Linked DNA regions of Mus musculus: all the other regions are linked to region 1. A link is a contact called in public HiCAR-type data. All regions are on one chromosome and are shown on one strand. Each heading gives the region's core, a stretch centred on a gene start, on an enhancer-like site or on the middle of the called end of the contact. The rest is flanking DNA. Distances are from core to core; before and after follow the strand shown. Region 1 holds the start of Myo6 (myosin VI). Region 2 holds the start of Hmgn3 (high mobility group nucleosomal binding domain 3). Region 3 holds the start of Phip (pleckstrin homology domain interacting protein). Region 4 holds the start of Fbxo9 (f-box protein 9).

Region 1 (4,506 bases), core at 1,326-3,825:
CCTGACCAGAAACATCATATACTGCTCAGCTACAATGAAATCAATCCAGGATTAGATTGCAGTGTTAATTCCTATAAACCCATCAAAATGAAAAGCACATAATACTTAATACATGCTGGAACCACTCCAGACGTGATGCCAAAGCATTGGGTCACTGCTCAAGGCCTTGAGAAAGAAGACAGAATTCTCAGTTCGTTCTAGACTCCATGCATGGCCTATCACAGTTTACCTAGGGTACCGACTCCTAATCTCCAGATCAGGCCTACAAAGGGCTCTCAATAGTTCACCAAGTAAACCGAAATCAAGACAACTTCTGGGCAAAGGAGGAGAGAGGCTTTGTTGTCAGAGACTTCCATGTGTACTCAGAGTCTGGACTTTGCCCCTCCAAAGCTACAAGCAAGTATTCATTCTCTGAGCCTCTGTTTTCTCCTCTATAAAAGGAAAGGCTGTCAACCTGGAATATTATTTTGTAAATCAAACCTTTAGGGGTTTTTTTTGTGTGTCACATCACTACTAAATCGCCAGCTCATAAACTGTTAACAAAGTATCTCTTTCTGGGAATCACCATTATACTGTGTGAGATTTATTCAAATTGCAATGTGTTTTTCAAATTGCAATGTTTAAATAAGATGTTCTAATATAATATATATAATAATATAAATGAAACTCCAGTACCCAGGGCCTCACACACACACACACACACACACACACACACACACACACACACGCGCGCGCACACACACACACAAGGCAAGGTCTTTACCCACTGAGTTACACTCCCAATCCTGTACCCTAAGTGGAGTTTTGAATACCAAGAGAAAGTTAAAAACTAGAGAATGGTTTTTTATGTGGAGTTCTTATGGATTTATTCAGACCTTGCATGGTGGAAATCTTTAAAACCATCTAAAGGCCTTTCAAAACCCAGATACAGTCCAGTTGTCTAAACAATAAGTGATCCACCACAGACGCCAGGCAAAGTCACAACAGGATGAGCGAGGAGCCTTCGGCTTCTCTCCGATTTCCTGGCCACTGTTATTTTAAAATTTGATCGTGTAAACAAGGGAAAATCCCTTTCGGACAAGTCCCATGGACTATAATTTGCATCTTTGTTTTTAATATGTTGTAGCTTCTATGAAAAATCATAGTTGTTCACTTTTTCTTGCTCATGTGTCTAGGTACTAAAGACCATATGTAAAATCTATACTCCACGGCTTTTTAACTGTATAATCGCAATACTCTTTTCTTAAGGGTTGTATTCTGTCCCTGCCTTTTACAAGTAACTTTTGAAAACAAATACAAAACTTGAAAGGAAGAGGGAAAAAAATGGGTAACAGATCACACACACGAAATAAAAACACTACAGGCCGACGAGCATCAGACTAAAATGACTTCTATTTATCACTGTGCCTGTTTACTCCTGTGCAACTGCAAACACAGAAAATGGGCAGACATTTAAAAGTCAATGAGCTGTTCTGAAGAACTACATTGTTTCTGGGCTTCCTCTGTCCCCCTTGTAGCATTTGTGGCCATTTCTAAAATTAATGCTAGAGAGCACTAAGGTAATTTTTTTTTCACTAAACATTTCCCAGTTGGAAAACCACAAGCCAAGATGTCTTGAAGTCGAGTTAATTTGTACAGAAATGCTGCTGTTCCGCAGCCAACCTTTGGACCATGACCACCACCAAGCTCAAGACTCAGATTTTATGGTGTTACAGCCGAGCCTCAAAGGCTGTTAAAAGTCTCAAGCTGACTAACTATATTCGAAAATCCTGCAACTGTAACACGAGAGCAAACTAAAGTTTTATTCAACACATATGAAATCGGAGCAGCGTTTGTGTAGCGCTCCAGCAGTATCTCCACATTGGGATTTAAACAGCTCTGCCCTACATACTTTATGCCGGATAAAATGTATCTTTGTGTAAAAGTTCCTGACATAGATTATCTAAGAATGGCCTTATCAAATTATTTCCTATTTTAAAATACAATCCACAGCTAGCACGTTTTAATTAGTTTAAGACGATTTGGAATTAAATAACAAAGTTATTTTCAGCAACACATCCGTAAAACTCACACTCAAAATACTAGAACGCTTAGGAACTAAAATTCCAGCTTTATAGTATGCTACCATGGTCTTCTTCGACACAGCTAAATTATTAATGGTATCAATTGATCTTTACTCTGACAACAAACTAGACTGTGTAGCTTTTTCACTGTGTTTCGAAAGGAGAAAATAAAACTATCTTGCAGTGTCGGGTGGGACTCGTCAGGTGACAGGAGCCCCGCTGGCCCGGGAAGGGGAAGCCAGAGCTCCAGTCCGCGCCGGGCAGAGCAGAGGCCAAGGCGGTGAGGACAGGCAGGCGGGCAGGCGCCCACACTCACCCGGCGAGGCAGGTGCGCGAGGGGTCGCGGCCGTGGAGAGGCTGCCGGGCTGCGGGCGCGAAGGGCAAGCGCGACACCGCGGCCGAGAGCGAGCACCGGAGACGACAGCACGACGGCGGCCGGGATACGCTTCCTGCTGGGACAGATCCCGGATCGGTCTCCACCCGCCGGCCAGAGAGCCCTGCAGAGTGCCCAGCCTGCGCACGTCACTGCTACGGAGCGCCCAAGGGGGCGGGAGGCGGGGCCGGAGGCGGGATTTTGTGGGACCGGGGCGGGGCGGCTAAAGAAAGGGCGGGTCTTCATTGGCCAGTGGGCGGGAACAGCCTAAGGGGCGGGGTCTTGGGGCAGAAGGGCTGAGAGGGGCGGGGTCCTAGGCAGCAGGACAGGGAGGACTCGCAAAGCGTAGGGTCTTGGGAATGAAGGAGCAGAGGGACGTGGCCTCAAGTCAAGGAACGCCGGGGCGGCTGTGAAGGGGAGGCCTCAAGAGCTAGGGTTGAGAGGGGCGGGACCTCATGAGGCGCCGGGGAAGGGGGTGGTTGAAGGAGTGCTGGGTAGGGGCGTGGCCTAATGGCGTGGGGCAAGAGAAGGGCGGGGCCTCAGGTTCCGACCGCATCCCTGCATCCCTGCAAGCCAAGGGCTGCAGGTAGCCCCTCATGACATTCCCTACCTCGCAGTGGTAGTTGTTTCCACTGCCACAGCGAGGGACCACAGCAAAGAGTCAGTTGAAGAAAAGTTGAGAGTGGGACAGGCGAATTGCGGAGGAACTCGCTTGTGGGGATTAAGGGTGGCACCGCAGCCCATCTAGGCTCGTGCTCCTCACCTGCCTGCGTCAACTTCCTGTTCAGCCCTTGGAGGATTGAACCACGGAAGAAAATTTTTTCTTCTCTGGCTAGCCTCCCATGCAGATATCATATTTACTTCTTACAGCCCCTGTATTTCCACCTCGCCCCCTTTGTTGTTGTTTATCTGGACTCTTGAGAGAGTCTCGGTCTGTAACCAGGCAGTCCTGGAACTCATCATGTAGCCCGCGCAAGCCTAAGAATAGTGACAATCCTTGTGGGCTGGTTTTATAGAACTGAGCCAACTGGCCCGCTTTATCTTTCCGGTTGTTTAATTTTACTGTCCTTATAAGGTCATATGTGGGTCATCTTTTTAAATTAAATATTACATTCCTATGCAAATTTGAGAGCAAACATCTCCTTTACTAGAAAAAAGAGGTTAATATGAAAACAAAATAAGGGGCTGGCAAGATAGTTCAGCCAGTGAGGGTTCTTGCAGCCCATCCTGAAGCCCAGCATGTTTCAAGGAGAGAAACAACTCCTCATATTGTACTCTGACCACTGGGCTCTGTCTAGAAGATTCCCAGAGAAGACAGGTTTCAGGAATTCAAACTGGACCTGGTGCCTCGTGCTTGTAATTCTAGCTACTCGGGAAGCTGCATGTTCAAGACCAGCATGGTCAGTTAGTAATATCCTGTTTCAGAGAGAGATGGGCTATAACTAAGTCCACGGTAGAATACTTGCCTAGCATGTGAGGCCCTGGGTTCAATCCATATCACCACAAAAAAATGGTAAGGGAAGGGTCAGGCATTCAGAGACGACCCAAATGACTTGATGAAAAAGCTACCTTCCACTGAACACATTTCAAATTCGTAAGACAGTAAGTAAAATTAGGGAAACTAAAAAAGAGGAAGGAAAACCAAGAAAGGAAGTAATTTACAGCAACCACAGAAATGTAGCTCCAAGATTGCCAAAAGAAAAATCTCAACTATATCAAAGATTGTAAAATAAACTAAAACCAGGGGCAGACTTATTTCTCAAATTCCAGTACTAAGGTGAGAGAGGGGGATAGAGGGCAAGCAGAACCCTTGGCTCACCATTGGCTCACCCTGGCCAGCCATTCTAGCAGAAAAGGAGAGCTCTGGACTCACTGAGACCCCACTACAAAAAATAAGAGGATGAAAGACTGAAGAAGATGCTTGTGTTGGTTAGGTTTTTTATCTGTTTTGCTTTGTTTTATGTGGGTTTGTTTTGTTTTGTTTGGCAAAACTTCATGCAAGTTAGAGTCGTCTGAAAGGGAACTTTAGTTTTTAAAAATCCCCCATCAAATTACCCTGTAGGCAAGCTT
Region 2 (4,506 bases), core at 1,327-3,826, 3.0 Mb before region 1:
GGGAACCAATATGAGAATTCTGCCAATTTCTGAGTATATCTATCCCAATTATACATTCTGGAACTGGGGAAATCACCACAGGATGTGTCCGGGGACCTACTGGACCTACTGTGAGTCGGACATCAGTCAAAACTCCATTAATCACCTGCCCTCCATAAGCCCCTACTTTAACTGGAGGGCCACAATGTTTCTTGGGATCCCCTGGGATCAGTGTCAACTCAGAACCAGTATCCAGCAGACCCCGAAAAGTCTGATTATTTCCTTTTCCCCAGTGTACAGTTACCCTTGTAAAAGGCCGTAGGTCCCTCTGGGGAAGAACTGGAGAAAGGGTAACAGGAGTAGAAACCATAGGCATTTGAGCAACTTCTTCATGTAACTTGCTTGTGCCTTCAGGACCTGCTCTGGCCCGATCACGTATATACCACTTCCATTTGATAATAGACTGCTGCTGTGCGCGTCCCACTTTATGACTTGCAGGGTCTGATAGTACCCAGCTCATGATGGGTAGTTCAGGTCGCATAGTAACTTGGTGTCCTATTGTCAAACGTTCAGTTTCCACTAAGGCCCAATAGCAGGCCAAGAGCTGTTTTTCAAAGGGAGAATAGTTGTCTGCAGATGATGGTAGAGCTTTGCTCCAAAATCCCAAAGGTCTTTTCTGTGATTCACCTACAGGGGCCTGCCAGAGGCTCCAAACAGCATCTCTATCAGCCACAGACACCTCAAGTACCATCGGGTCTGCTGGGTCATATGGTCCAAGTGGTAGAGCAGCCTGCACAGCAGCCTGGACCTGTTGAAGGGCCTTCTCCTGTTCCAGGCCCCACACAAAGCTAGCAGCTTTCCGAGTCACTTGGTAAATAGGCCTAAGTAACACACCCAAGTGAGGGATGTGTTGTCTCCAGAATCCAAATAGACCCACTAAACGTTGTGCTTCTTTCTTCCAATGTCCTTATATTGTCTCCAGCAAAAGGTGTAGCCCAGATTAAAGGTGTGTTCCACCACACCTTTAATCCCAGATGAAAGGCATAGCCCAGATTAAAGGTGTGTTCCTTAACTCGGAGATTCAATCTTCTGGAATCCATAGCCACTATGGCTCAAGATCTTCAAACCAAGATCCAGATAAGGATCTCCAAGCCTCCAGATAAGGGTCACTGGTGAGCCTTCCAATTCCGGATTGTAGTTCATTCCAAATATTGTCAAGTTGACAACCAGGAATAGCCACTACACAGTGTAAGGCTTTAGAGCAGTTTCCTAAGATGTCTTTTGGCTTGTAAATGATTCTCGGGCTAATCTTGCTTAGTTTGCTTTGTTTTTCCTGGAATTTCATATAAACAAAACCACCCAGTATAGTGTCTTGTATTGACTTCCATTTAGCATTTTTCTTTTGTTATTTATCTCATCAGGGAAAACTTATTTCTTTGATCACAGAGTAATATTCTACTGTAGACTTATCATGACTTGCTCACCCATTCCCTAGCATTCCCCCTGCAGCCCTTGAGATGGTCACAGTCCCGATTATAGCTTTGTGCTATAATAAACATAATATAATTATATATCATATTATATAATTATAATAGAATCAGTGCTATGATCACACTGATTGATTTTCAGGATGATTTGATTCACAGAACGAATCCTGTGTTCCCAGGTTCAACTCCCCTGGTTATGTATTAGCTTTTTAAAAATGTTGTTGAATTTGATTTGATAAAATTTTGTCTGTGTCTTTGTGCCTATGTTTATGAAGGATGTTGACCAAAAAATCCCCCCCCCCCCAGCCTCCCGGGTCTGAGGTCTTTAGTCAGGATAAAACCGGTCTTAAATAAATTCAGATAATGTATTTTGCAATTCTTTGCGGAATGTCGAGAAACATTACACTATACACAAAATGGTAACCTGGCAGGTGTCGTTTAAATGTACATATTTAATATATAAGTGATTTATTTGTTCCTACATTTCTCGATTTCCCCTTAGTTTCCACAACAAACATTTATATCAATTATAACAATTATTCACACATAGCTGAATAATTGGCTGAATTCATATATGACTTGTAACACAGACTTAAAGAAAAACAAAAAACAAAACAATTAGACCAAGGAACTATGGGGATGGGGGATGGTATTTGCTAGAGATGGAACTGAGAACCTTAGAAACTGTGGAAACTCTTCCAGAACAGACCTTCCTACCCTGTATAGACCCGCACCATGAACACCCGTTACAAGCTTTTATAAGTAACAATTGTACAAGGCACCCCGTGGCCCTATTTACTTTATAAAGTTAACCCAGCATTACTTAATACTAAACTTTTTTTTCCTATGAAGATGCACAATGGTTTAATCCAAAGAAGGCACGTCAAACAATGAAACTCCAAGTTAGTGCAGCCTGAAGGATACTAGTTGAACTGGGCATGCTCAGTCGCCAGGCAGATTTTTTTTTTTTTTCCCAGTGAAGTGGAAACTACAACTGCGCGTACCGGGTGAACGGGGGTGGGCGTGCCCTCGTGGAATTTAGAACGTTCTCTTAGCCAATGGGGCCTCGCGGCTGGCTGGCAGGGCTCGCCATTGGGGGACCGGGATGCGAGCGAGTGGAGCGCCGGGGGAGGAAGCGGAGGTGCAGGTCGGAGAGGCCGGGCTAGCCGAGCCCATTGCGGGAGTAGCAGCAGCGGCCAGGCAGCATCCAGCAGTGTGCCAGGCGGCCCAGAACATTGCTTTACTTTTTTTGCTGCACCAACGTAGTCATTATGCCGAAGAGAAAGGTAAGTCCTGTAAAGGGGGAAAAAAAAACCCTGCTCGCAGGCCCTCGAGTGTGTTTGGAGTAAGCCCCCTGCGCTGCGATGAACGCGGCGATGCGCCTAATAACTCAGGCGCTGGGCACGGCCGCTGCCCGCTCCTTCTGCAAATGCCTGTTGCTGACCTCGCTCGCCCCGCACGGAGCTCTGAGTGTTACTTTCCCTCCAGGGACGTCCTCCCCTCTCCATCAACTCCTGCTTGGAATGGTTTCCATCTCTTGCCAGCAGCCAGGGCGGGTATCCATCCCCCTCGCAGGAGTTTCCTCTTGGCAAACTCAGGTTGTTCTCAGGGTGGAGGGAAAGCAATGAGAGGAGTCTCCCGGGCCAGGGAAATCGAAAAACGTGGAAGCACTCAGAGGAGCTAGGCGGGGTCCGGAGTGTCCCCTGGGCCGTGCCCTGGGCGAGCGCGATGCGGGCGGAAGGCCGGGAGAGGGAAAGCCATGTTTCCCTACGCCAGCCCTGCTGCGCCGCGGACCCGTATGTACCCACTCCGGTGTCAATCACCAGCCGCGAGGGCGGGCGGGGCAGTGCGCAGCGCCGGGTAGGCTGCAAAGAAGGGGACTGGTGCCAAGCTCACTGACCCTGCCAAGGTCAGGGGCCACCAAGCCCCTGCCACTGTCCCACCCACGACCCCACGCTTGGCCAGGCAGGGAACCGAGGTCTTTTTAGTCTCTCCTTTGCCCCTGGTGGGTTGTGTCCCCTCCGCGCAGGGACGTCATGAGCCACACGTGGGGCCACACAGCTCCCTCAGGGTGGGGCTTCGACTTGTCATTGGACTGGTGAAGGAAGGGCAGATATTTTTCTACCCCTCCCAGAGAAAAGCGATGTGTGAGGATTGCGTCCTAAGAAAAAAACCTTCCTGCCACCTGCCCAAAGGACCCAAGTCAACCATCTTGGCCATTAAAGTTGAAACTTGGTTAATACCGTTTTCTCCCGAAGACTGTGCACTGTGTGTGTGTGTGGTTGCTTTATTTAAAACTATCAAAGCTTTAAAATTTTTAGAAGCTTTTGCTTCCTTATGCATCGTCACTAAGAATTTTATTATAAACAACTCCACTCCTTTAAAATGTATTTTATTACATTGATTGATTGATTGATTGTATTCACAGGAGGCACTGACACCCAGATTGCAGTAGTAGGCTCTCTCCTATCGTGTGGGTTGTGGGGATCTACAGCAAGTGTATTTACTCTTTGAGCCAGCCCAAGCACCTCCATTCTTTAAAAGAAAATCGATCATACTATTAGAACATGAACCTACTCTGTGTCTCATGGTGGGTGGAGTCTGATGTGCTTTATCTGGCTTAATCTACATAACCACGGAACTGTTTTAGTCTCATTGAGCAGCGTCTTAAGATTCATTGCCAACATTTCATTAACCAGTCATTGGTTTAGAGTGGAGCTGTGAATCCCGAAGGCCTTACTTGACACCGTTGTTAACGCTTTCTCTTCGTATAGAGGGATTCAGGAAATTCTGAGCCTTGTAGTTGAAGAAGCTCATGGCGTGTGAAGAGTGGGAACACTTGAGACTCTTGTTCAAGTGTCCTTTGATGGCAGCATTGTTTTTACAGTGATGTCACTGTTTGCAGCCTTGTATCTAAGGTTGGTAACGTGTTGGGAATTCTAGCAGAATCAGAGGAACTAATTATCCAGAAAAGAGCTTGAGAGGGAATGGAGGCCAACTCTTTCCCTGGAATTATTAACATGTTTGAATAACCAGCAGA
Region 3 (4,506 bases), core at 1,424-3,923, 2.8 Mb before region 1:
ACAATAAACGACTTAGCAATCTCAGTTAACCGAAATATTCTATGCTTGATGTTAAAGAAAGCGAAGTGATTTGGTTTTGTTTTTTTCAAAAGATAAAAGTCAAAAGAATGGACTTAGCAAGATGCAATTTAACAACTAGGGCTAAAAACAACACATTTTTTGGACTGAAAGAATTAGAGAAATCCTAATTTTTGTCAAGCACTCTTTATATTTTACGAAAAACAACCATAGGAATTAATTTAAAGGCAAGCTTACAACTGTTTTCAAAAGAAACTAAAAACATTGTCAAAGTTAGCCAAAATGTTAGTAATGACATGTTTAGAAGGAAGCAGGCTTTCCTTAAACAGTTTTTTATTTTTGTTTTCAGTCTCAAGAAAAAGCTCCCATGGCTTCTGCATGGAAAACATACATGGTATCATGCTAGCCTCCCATGTCTCCTAACACCTACAAAACTTTATCCAGATACAGTTTACATTACTTGCCAAAATTTGATTTTTACCTCTCAAGGGCAAAACATCTAAGAGGAAGAATTAGATTAGTGTTGCGTGCAGAACCAGCAAGCCTCAAGTAGAATTTTTAGTTCTCAAAATCTGTTCATTTAAAGACCTTCTCAATGAAGTACCTAAATTATTTGAAGGACATAATGCATTTTAAAAAGTTAAGATAAAACAACATTAGTCACATAAATAAATACAATTGCAAAGGCATATAAAATATGTTTTATGCCTAATTATTCAGAAGCAGGCTACTTTACCTAACATTGTAAGACTAGGATTACACGTTTTAAAAATGCAAACATGTCCAGATTCTGAGGCTAGCCACACCAGTTTAGGGGCAGATCTTATAATACTGTAGCATTAGGACCAATCGGGGTAACCTCTTATTTTTATTGAGTTACAAAAGGCAATTTTACATCCATGATTCCAAAGGGGGTTGAGACGGTTTCCTCGTGCTCACATGTGTGAGAATGTCTGGTGTTTTAGTGCTCTTGCAGTACAGCCTAAGGCGGCTGCAGCATTTCCCACTAGGAAGGCAGGGAGCTAGGAGGGTGCAGGGCTTGAGGAAACAATCCCGGAAAACCACAATCCAGCTTCTTGGTCCTTACCTCACAAATTACCTTTTAAAATCAGACCCATAAAATGCAGCTTATTATCTAAGAAATTCAAAGAGGATCTTTTGTTAAGGATTAACAAAAGAATGACTAGCCTAATTCTCTTTAAAAGGCCAACCTTTAAAAAAATTGAACTCTCAAAGTCTTTTTGGAAAGTGCTTAATTCATCTGGAGATAAATATCACTCGGTGTCCTTGTTTTTTAACAAACGGCCTTTTCCATTGTTTCCATTAATTTCACCCATATTCGTTTTAAAAATAACAAGGCCCCTATCCTCATCAGCAAAACACAGATGAACGATGTATCATATAAAACCAGTAATTACATTAGGATTTACGAAAAGATTTTTGTTTCTGCTTTTCGCCAGTTTTTAAGAAGTCTTCCCGTGATTAACTGTAAACAGGAATGGTTTACACCGTAAATTAGAAGCCATTAATTAGCATGACGAAGTCAACTGCAAGATACACAGATAATTTAAATTATTTAATCACTAATCACCTTTGCTAAACTGTAATATACTCTTTCAATAACCTTCGGTAGGTTATCGACCGTGTCAGTAATTTACCTCCATATCAGTTAGAGATAAGTATTAGCTAGCGCCCTTTCCTTTCCTTCAGGTTTATATTAGCCCTTCTTGTAAACACTTTAAAAAGCTTTAAGGTTCTTCACTTCCAAATCCCTAATTAGCCATCACTAGCCTTTTTGTAATAAGTGGGGGAAAAGATGAGCTGAAGTACAAATCTGGAGTTCCTCTTGCCCGTTTATCAAAACAAAAACATTTTTTTTTTTTAAACGAACGCTTCAGGCGATGGTAGTAATAAAAGAAATATGCAGAGGTGGCTTCGGGGAATAACGGGTTTGCAGAACGCAAGTGGCTCAAAAAAAAAAAAAAAAAAAAAAAAGCCCGAACCTCTATTGCAACCCACGGCACTCCAATAAATTACACAACACTTGCCCAGGCTGCAGAAATATCGCAGGACAAGACTTACACGGATGCCAATCCGCAGCATTTATACACATGCACATGGCAAGACTGAAAGCAAACACTAGCGTTCAAGTCGGGCAGGGCAGCGCGATCCCGACTTGGCCCAGCTTGAGAGTGCTCGCTGAGAGTCTCTGTGCGTGCGTGAGAGTGAGCCCAGTCCTCCCGGCATTTCCCCTCTTTGAGCAGTTTTGCTTCATTTGTTTCCTATTTCTGCTACATAGAAACTAACTTCCATCTCAACCCAGCCAGCGCCGCTGAATAGAGCCTGTGCTGCGGCTCCGTGTGCGTCAGATCCCTCCGCGCAGCCGTGCCGGCCCCCTCCTCCCCTCCCTCCCTTTCTCCCTCCCGCCCGCGGCCTCTTTAGAGAAAGCGCCCGCCAGGCAGCCCGCCGCTTCGGCTCCGACATCTCCTCGCGCTGGAAATAAATAAATAAGTGGCGGCCCAGGGCGCGCGGAGCGACGACCGCGCGGGCGCGGGCCTAGGCCGAGGCACTCCTTTTCCCGCGGGGGGCGGGGGCGGCGAGTGCGGGGCCGCGAAGGCGCGGACTCCTTTCTGCGGCGGAGGGATCCCGGCGGAGGCGGCCGCAGCCGGGGCCGCTGCCTGAGAGTTGTTGTTTCCTCCTCCTCCTCCGCCTCCGCCGCCGTTGCTTGAATGGTGGAGCCGAGGCTCGGCTCGTGAGCACACACTGACAGCTACAGGGCAGGCGGCGGCACCGTCCCCGCGTCCCCTCGGCGGCGGGGTGTCCCGCCGGCGGCCCCGAAGTGACCCGCAAACATGTCTCGTGAGAGGAAAGGCCTCTCGGAGCTGCGATCGGGTAAGTCGGGCGCTGCGGGGCCGCCGCGCCGGGCGGACTCGCCCGCGGGCCCCCGCCCCCCGCGGCCGCTCAGCCCGTGTCTCCCCGTCCTTCTCTCCCGCGCAGAGCTCTACTTCCTCATCGCCCGGTTCCTGGAAGATGGACCCTGTCAGCAGGCGGCTCAGGTAGGCGGCGCGCGGCGCGGGGACGGGCGGGCGCTCGCGGTGGCCGCCCGCGGGCGTGGGGGAGGGCGGCGGCGGCGGCGGGGCCGCGGCCCGGGGCGCGGGGGCTCAGCGTCCCCGCTTTGTTGTTGCAGGTGCTGATCCGCGAAGTGGCCGAGAAGGAGGTAAGGGCGCGGCGGCCCGGCGCCGTCCCGCCGCCGCACGGCCTCCCCCGGGCCGCTGCGCAAGCTCGGGCGTCCGGCGGGGCGCGGGACGCGGGGCGCGGGGGGTCCCCGGCGGGGCGCGGGGCGGACTGGGGAGGGGAGCGGCGTCGGTCCGGGCCGGGGGCCGCGCTCACCGGGCGTCCTGTCCCCGCAGCTGCTGCCCCGGCGCACCGACTGGACCGGGAAGGAGCACCCCAGGACCTACCAGAATCTGGTGAGACATTCCTAGCGCACTGCAAAGAAACTTTTCCCCGAGTCGAATAAAAATTGAATTTCCCGCAATTTTTTACAGAGACAAAAACTTGGCCCCAGAACGGGAAAAGCTGCAAAGGCCACGGGGAGGGTTGGGAGGCCGGAGCGGGGGCTGCGGGGGGCGGCAGCCGGGGGTGCGGGCGCCCCGGGGCCGCGGGGTCCGCGGACAATTTATTTGTGATATTTTGTTAATGTGCTAGAAATAAAGATACGTCATGAGTGTTGTGCAGTGCAAGGCCAGAGGAGGAGGGGCCGGCGCGCGTATCCGCGCGGGGGCGCGCGCGCGGCGGCGGCGGCAGCGGGAGCGGCGCAAGCCTGGAGAGCGCGCTCGCCAGCTCCTTGCTTGCTCTGCACGCGCGGCCGGCTCAGCTTTCTCCAGCTCCACACAATAGCTGGTGACTAACTGCTCCGAAGTGGCATTAGCATTTCACAAGAAGGCCTTTGAGCCGCGGAGGAACCTTGGCAAGATTTTTTAAAATTTTTTTTCCCCCTTCTCCTCTGTCTTTTGTTTTCTGTAGATTCAGACCCAGATTTTTAATTTTATTTTTTTTTAATCTTTGTTTGGTTGGAGGCGTTCAGATAGATATGGTAGTCACCCAGCGGCACATTGTGCATTATACAAACAGATCTGCCGAAGTATAAACCTGGAAGTTTTAATAGGCGTTTTCCAATTTTGCAGATTCTTGGGGGATATTACCTTCTTTTATTAAAAGTCATTTATAGAGGTCATTGAAGAATTGTGGGTTTTATCTGCATAGTTGCCGTGGGGTGGACCTTGGCTTTTAAGTTTTTGTTTATATTGAGATGTTTTTCTTTAATTGATTGAAAAACAATGTTTTTATAGTTGGTGAGTTTTCAAAGGCAATAATTTACAAACAGTTGCTTTCCATACGTGGAGCTGACACGAGTATGGTGAATGGTAAGGTTCTCTTAGTTTACTTGAGTAAAGGAGCTGCAGGTTTCACAGCCTCTTCTTTGCC
Region 4 (4,506 bases), core at 780-3,279, 2.1 Mb after region 1:
CGTGTGCTAGTTGGCCAGCCCACCTTAAACATTCAACCCTTTCAATGAAATTGACTAGTTCTAACACTGTGGAAACTTCATGTGAAAGCTGATGTTTAGCTGATGTTGTTTTGTGAGAGACGGTCTGGCTGGGTCTGGCTGTCAAGAGCACTTGCTGCTCTTGCAAGGGGCTCCAGTTTAGGTTTCCAGAATCCATGTGAAATGGCTCACAATCACCTCTAAGTCCAGTTGCAGGTGACCTGATACCTTCTGGCCTGTTTAGGAACCTTCACACTCATGGTGGCACATAAACTTACACAAGCGTACACACACAGAAGTAACAGTAAGCAAGTCTTTTAAAGAAAGGAATTAAAAGGCAGTTAAGAAATCTCGGGGAAGTCCCCGAAGAGCCACCATACGATTCCGAGGAAATAGAAGCCTCCTTCCAGGGTTCTTAGTCTCATTAATAAAATAATTTAAATTTGGACACAGACAGCACCTCAAGAACTAGGAAAACTAGGACTGGCGAGTTGTAAAACGGGAAACAGCCAGGAGGATGAGACTGAAGCAGAGAAACAGGCGTGGAACACGACCGGAAGGGGAACTTCGGAGGACAAGGAAGCTCAAAGCTTTAGTTAAGGAATGTAAAAGCATTCTTGGTCTCTAGCTAGAAAAAGTTTACCTGGTTCTGCCTGAATCTCATGGTGGCTTCTAGGGAATGACACCCTAGATTCTGGAAGAAAAATGACATTGTCTTAAATTGATTTCACCTTCCTAGGGGTAATCCCATGGGCCAAGTCCCTGACCTATATCCCACTAGATTAGTCTATAAGGGAGGAGCCAAGGACAGTCTCCACCTAGAGGTGGATTCCATTATTTACAAAATCTGCCGAGAATAGGTGACAGTGCTCAGCCCTAAATGGGACATATCTATATCCACTCCCCAGCCCCCAGCTCCGGGAACATTAAAGAAGATGGGGTGGAGAGAATGTAAGAGCCCGGGGACAGGAAAGAGTGTTCCGAGATGCTGTCTTTTGGATATGTCACGACAGGTGTATTCATCAGCCTACTGAAATTATGATAATTTCTACAAAATCAGGCCCAAAAGATAAGGCAATATTCCAGCATTAACTGGACTCAGTGGAATACAAACTAACTAAATAGACAACATACACAGGATTTGCAATTTCTTACTGTAATCAAGTTGCACCCCTCCCCTTTTACCTCCATGTCTTTGCCGAAGACGTACTTCATTTCTGAGCTCCAGAATAAAGTAGCACAATAAAATTTTAAGTTCTGTGAAGTCGGGTGAATGTAGCGTCCTGGCTGTTAGGTTCTAACACTTACAGAAACTCAATAAATGTTGTCTAAATGTCTGTCAGAGGCCAGGAAGCCCGTAAGTTTTGCTAGCATATGCCTGTAGGTGAAAAAGTTCTAAAATGTGCAATCCAAGTGCCTTCTATTGACGTGGAATCGGATGTTTGGACTGTAAGAAGTGGCACCGGGTTGGGGGTGGGTGGGTGTAAGTTCCGGCTCAACGTGGAACATTTGACTACAAATCCCAGCGTCCCTTGTAGTGTCCACTCCTTCAGGAGTCGGGTTTCAGGCCTTGAAAAGGGCCGTCCTTCCCCCGTTGTATTGTGGGATCTGTAGTTCGACGTGACTTGCGTTGGCTGTTACCACTCTCCGGCTGCACACATGAGCGTACGTTTTCTTCGGTTCAGAGTCTGTGGGGTTCAATGATTGTTGAGTTTTCGCTCTCTTTTCTCATTCTGACAGGGCACCCAGTGTCCAGGGCGCCTAAAGTACTGTCCCCTAATGTCCAATTAGGATCGACTCAGGGGGCTCTACTCCAAATTCAGGTTCAAACATTTTGAGCTAACGTCTGCTCCTTCCTGCCTGGGTGTTCTCAGCATCAAACAGGCGGGCTGAGTGAGGCGGGCCAGCTTAGCTCCACCGACGGCTGCACACAGTAGGCCCATCACCCTAGCTCGCGACGGGTGGCTGGTAGCCAAGCAGGCGGCGGCGACGGCGACGACGGCATTGCGCATGCGCGGCGCGGCGGCGCAGTTTCCGCAGCAGAGCAGGCAGCTCCGCCGCTGCGTCCAGACGTCTCCTGCTGGGCCGACGCTCAGCTCTTCGCTCGGTGCTCGGCCTCCGCTGGCGACCGGCGACCCCTCCGCAGCTCGAGTCCCCGGCCGCCGCAGCGCGCCTGCCTCCGGCCCCCTGTCCCGCGAAAATGGCTGCCGTACGCCGGGCCCGCAGTTATTGCCGCTGCCTGGTGCGCTTCTCCGACCGAGAACTCTGCTAAGCCGCGCTGCAGCAGACGGGCAGGAGTAGACACCGGGCAGCCGCCACCCCTCCGGGAGCCGGGCGCGGGAAGCCCCTCGACTGGGCCGGCCGCCGGCCAGCATGGTAACCGAGGAGGGAGGGCAGCAAGGGCCGGGTGGTGAGGGCAGGGTTTGACGGATAGCCGAGGAAAGGCCCGCTTCGGTCACTCCAGACTGTCCGAGCTGGGAGTCGGGTCTCAGGTGACCTGTCCTGGCTTCTGCACAAGGGAGGTGGCCCTGGCAAGCGGTGACACTTGTTGATCGCTTCTGTTCTGGCAGCCCGGCCCATAGATGATTTCGGGAGCTCCACGTTTGGGACGCACGCCCTCGAGGTGTCAGTGGCCCTGGTAGGATATTCGCAGGCAGTGCTGGCAAACTGGACTTGGAGGGATTCTTGCCAAGTTTCTTGATAGCGAGGGCCTAAGCCGCTTCTCTGCTGTGCGGACGGAGAGACTGCGCCAAGCTCCATGTGTGACAGCTCCGGTCTCACGGGACTGTTGCATGGAGTATGTAGGCTCTGCAGTGACTTAAGAAACTAGTTTCCGGCTAGGGCTGGATGATTTAAGAATGAAAGATACCAGACTGACTGGGAGAACACTCAAGTGGCTTTTTTTTTTTTTTTAACATGAATTGGCTGCAACGGTTTATTTTATGAAACTAGTCTGGTGCACAGAAAACACACTAATTGATTCTTCTTCTAAACTTTCAAAAGTAGTCCTCAAACCACGATTAAGCCCTTAACCTTCTTTATGTTCAGTTAATCTCATCTGCGAAGAAACTAACCCACTAAACTATACCATGATGCTTGAGTAATTTTCAACTATGAAAATACTGATGATTAACTAAGCTCCTGCTTATTTCAAGTGGGATTAAAATCGACTAAATGTAGTAAAATTCCAGTTCCTACTGTCAAAATCAAGGTTAACAATGGATTCTGTTCTGAGATAGGCATTCTGTATTCAACTAGTTATTTTTGAGCCTCCGACTAGCCTGGCATGGTGTGGGGTTTGGTGCAGTACCAGATCTTCAATATTAGCAAACCTATTAACTGTGATCTGTGATAAACTTTTAATCACATCTGAAAAGATGACCCAGAATTCAGAATCACTAATTCTCTTTACAGATCTCTCTCTCTCTCCCTCCCTCTCTCCCTCTCCTTAAATTAATGTTTTAAAGTGTGTGCTAGATTTATGTTAACTTGACACAGACTAGAGTCATCTGAGAGGAAGGCACGCCTCACCTGAGAAAGTGTCTCCGAAAGATCAGGCTGCAGTCAAGCCTGCAGGGCATTTTCTTAATTAGTGATTGATGGGGAGGGCCCAGCCCTTTGTGGGTGGTACCATCCCTTGGCAGGCCGGTCCTGGGATCTATGAGAAAGTTGGCTGAGCAAGCCATGCAGGAACAAGTCAGTAAGCAGCACACCTCCATGGCCTCTGCATCAGCTCCTGCATCCACCATTGTGTCCTGTTTGAGTTCCTGCCCTGATTTCCTCAGTGATGAGTAGTGATGTGGGAATGTAAGCCAAGTAAACCATTTCTTCCCCAAGTTGCTTTCGGTCATGGTGTTTCATCACAGCAGTAGTGACCCTAACTGAGACACCATGCCGTGTATGTGCAGGTGCCCACAGAGGCCAGAAAGAGAATTCCAGTGTGCTGCTGGACACGAATGCTGGGAACCAAACTCAGGTCCCCTGGAAGACTATCCAGCCCTCAACTGCTGAACCATCTCTCCAGCTCACAGATGTCTCTCCAAAGAAAGAGATCCCAGTATAGTGCTCACACTCAAATTCCTCCTAGCACATGAGAGTCTGAGGCAGGAAAATCACTGCAAATTCAAGGCCAGCCTGGTCTACATATCGAGTTTCAGTCCAGCCTAGGCTATACACAATGAGACCCTGTTTCAACTAACAAAAACTAATGATGCTGGTTTTTTTTTTTTTTTTTTTACCCAAAATCATGTGGTGCTTTTGGTCCTAAACGTACCAGCTGTGACAAAGATGTGCTCTCTGCCTTCGATACACTCTTTCTACTGAGGGAGACAAGTGATTTCAATAAGAATGTATTTGTAAGGTGACAGAAAACAGTTGGAAAATGCTGCTGACTGAATGTTGAAGTAGATGCAGCTAAGCAAGGAAGAAGGCAATCCAGGCCCAGAAGAGCAAGCAGCACACTGAGTAGCACTAACCCATTAGAGCCGG

What was found. HiCAR-type assays count read pairs that join an accessible place to other places.
Region 2: a HiCAR-type map of astrocytes shows a contact between it and region 1, with 7 times the contacts expected there. The contact joins the promoter of Hmgn3 here to the promoter of Myo6 in region 1. A contact is called at or near these places in 3 of 39 promoter capture datasets (cranial neural crest, hippocampal neurons and pre-B cells) and 1 of 115 datasets of contacts at active chromatin or transcription factors (astrocytes).
Region 3: a contact with region 1 is called in a HiCAR-type map of astrocytes, with 6 times the contacts expected there. The contact joins the promoter of Phip here to the promoter of Myo6 in region 1. A contact is called at or near these places in 4 of 39 promoter capture datasets (cranial neural crest, erythroid cells, hippocampal neurons and 1 more), 5 of 115 datasets of contacts at active chromatin or transcription factors (astrocytes, embryonic forebrain, kidney and 2 more) and 1 of 9 other capture datasets (liver).
Region 4: a HiCAR-type map of astrocytes shows a contact between it and region 1, with 4 times the contacts expected there. The contact joins the promoter of Fbxo9 here to the promoter of Myo6 in region 1. A contact is called at or near these places in 3 of 39 promoter capture datasets (erythroid cells, liver and pre-B cells), 1 of 484 Hi-C or Micro-C datasets (muscle stem cells) and 1 of 115 datasets of contacts at active chromatin or transcription factors (astrocytes).

Annotation. Positions count from the first base shown.
Region 1 is chr9:80,163,103-80,167,608 of GRCm38.p6, reverse strand. Myo6 (myosin VI) reads right to left here and starts at 2,575. Exons shown (of 33, transcript NM_001039546.2): 1 at 2,380-2,575.
Region 2 is chr9:83,144,677-83,149,182 of GRCm38.p6, reverse strand. It overlaps Hmgn3 (high mobility group nucleosomal binding domain 3), which reads left to right and starts at 2,576. Exons shown (of 6, transcript NM_026122.4): 1 at 2,576-2,752. The coding sequence starts at 2,738.
Region 3 is chr9:82,973,656-82,978,161 of GRCm38.p6, reverse strand. It overlaps Phip (pleckstrin homology domain interacting protein), which reads left to right and starts at 2,673. Exons shown (of 40, transcript NM_001081216.1): 1 at 2,673-2,910; 2 at 3,016-3,074; 3 at 3,206-3,235; 4 at 3,429-3,488. The coding sequence starts at 2,871.
Region 4 is chr9:78,106,179-78,110,684 of GRCm38.p6, reverse strand. It overlaps Fbxo9 (f-box protein 9), which reads left to right and starts at 2,029. Exons shown (of 13, transcript NM_023605.2): 1 at 2,029-2,394. The coding sequence starts at 2,392. It also overlaps a transcript of Cilk1 not described here.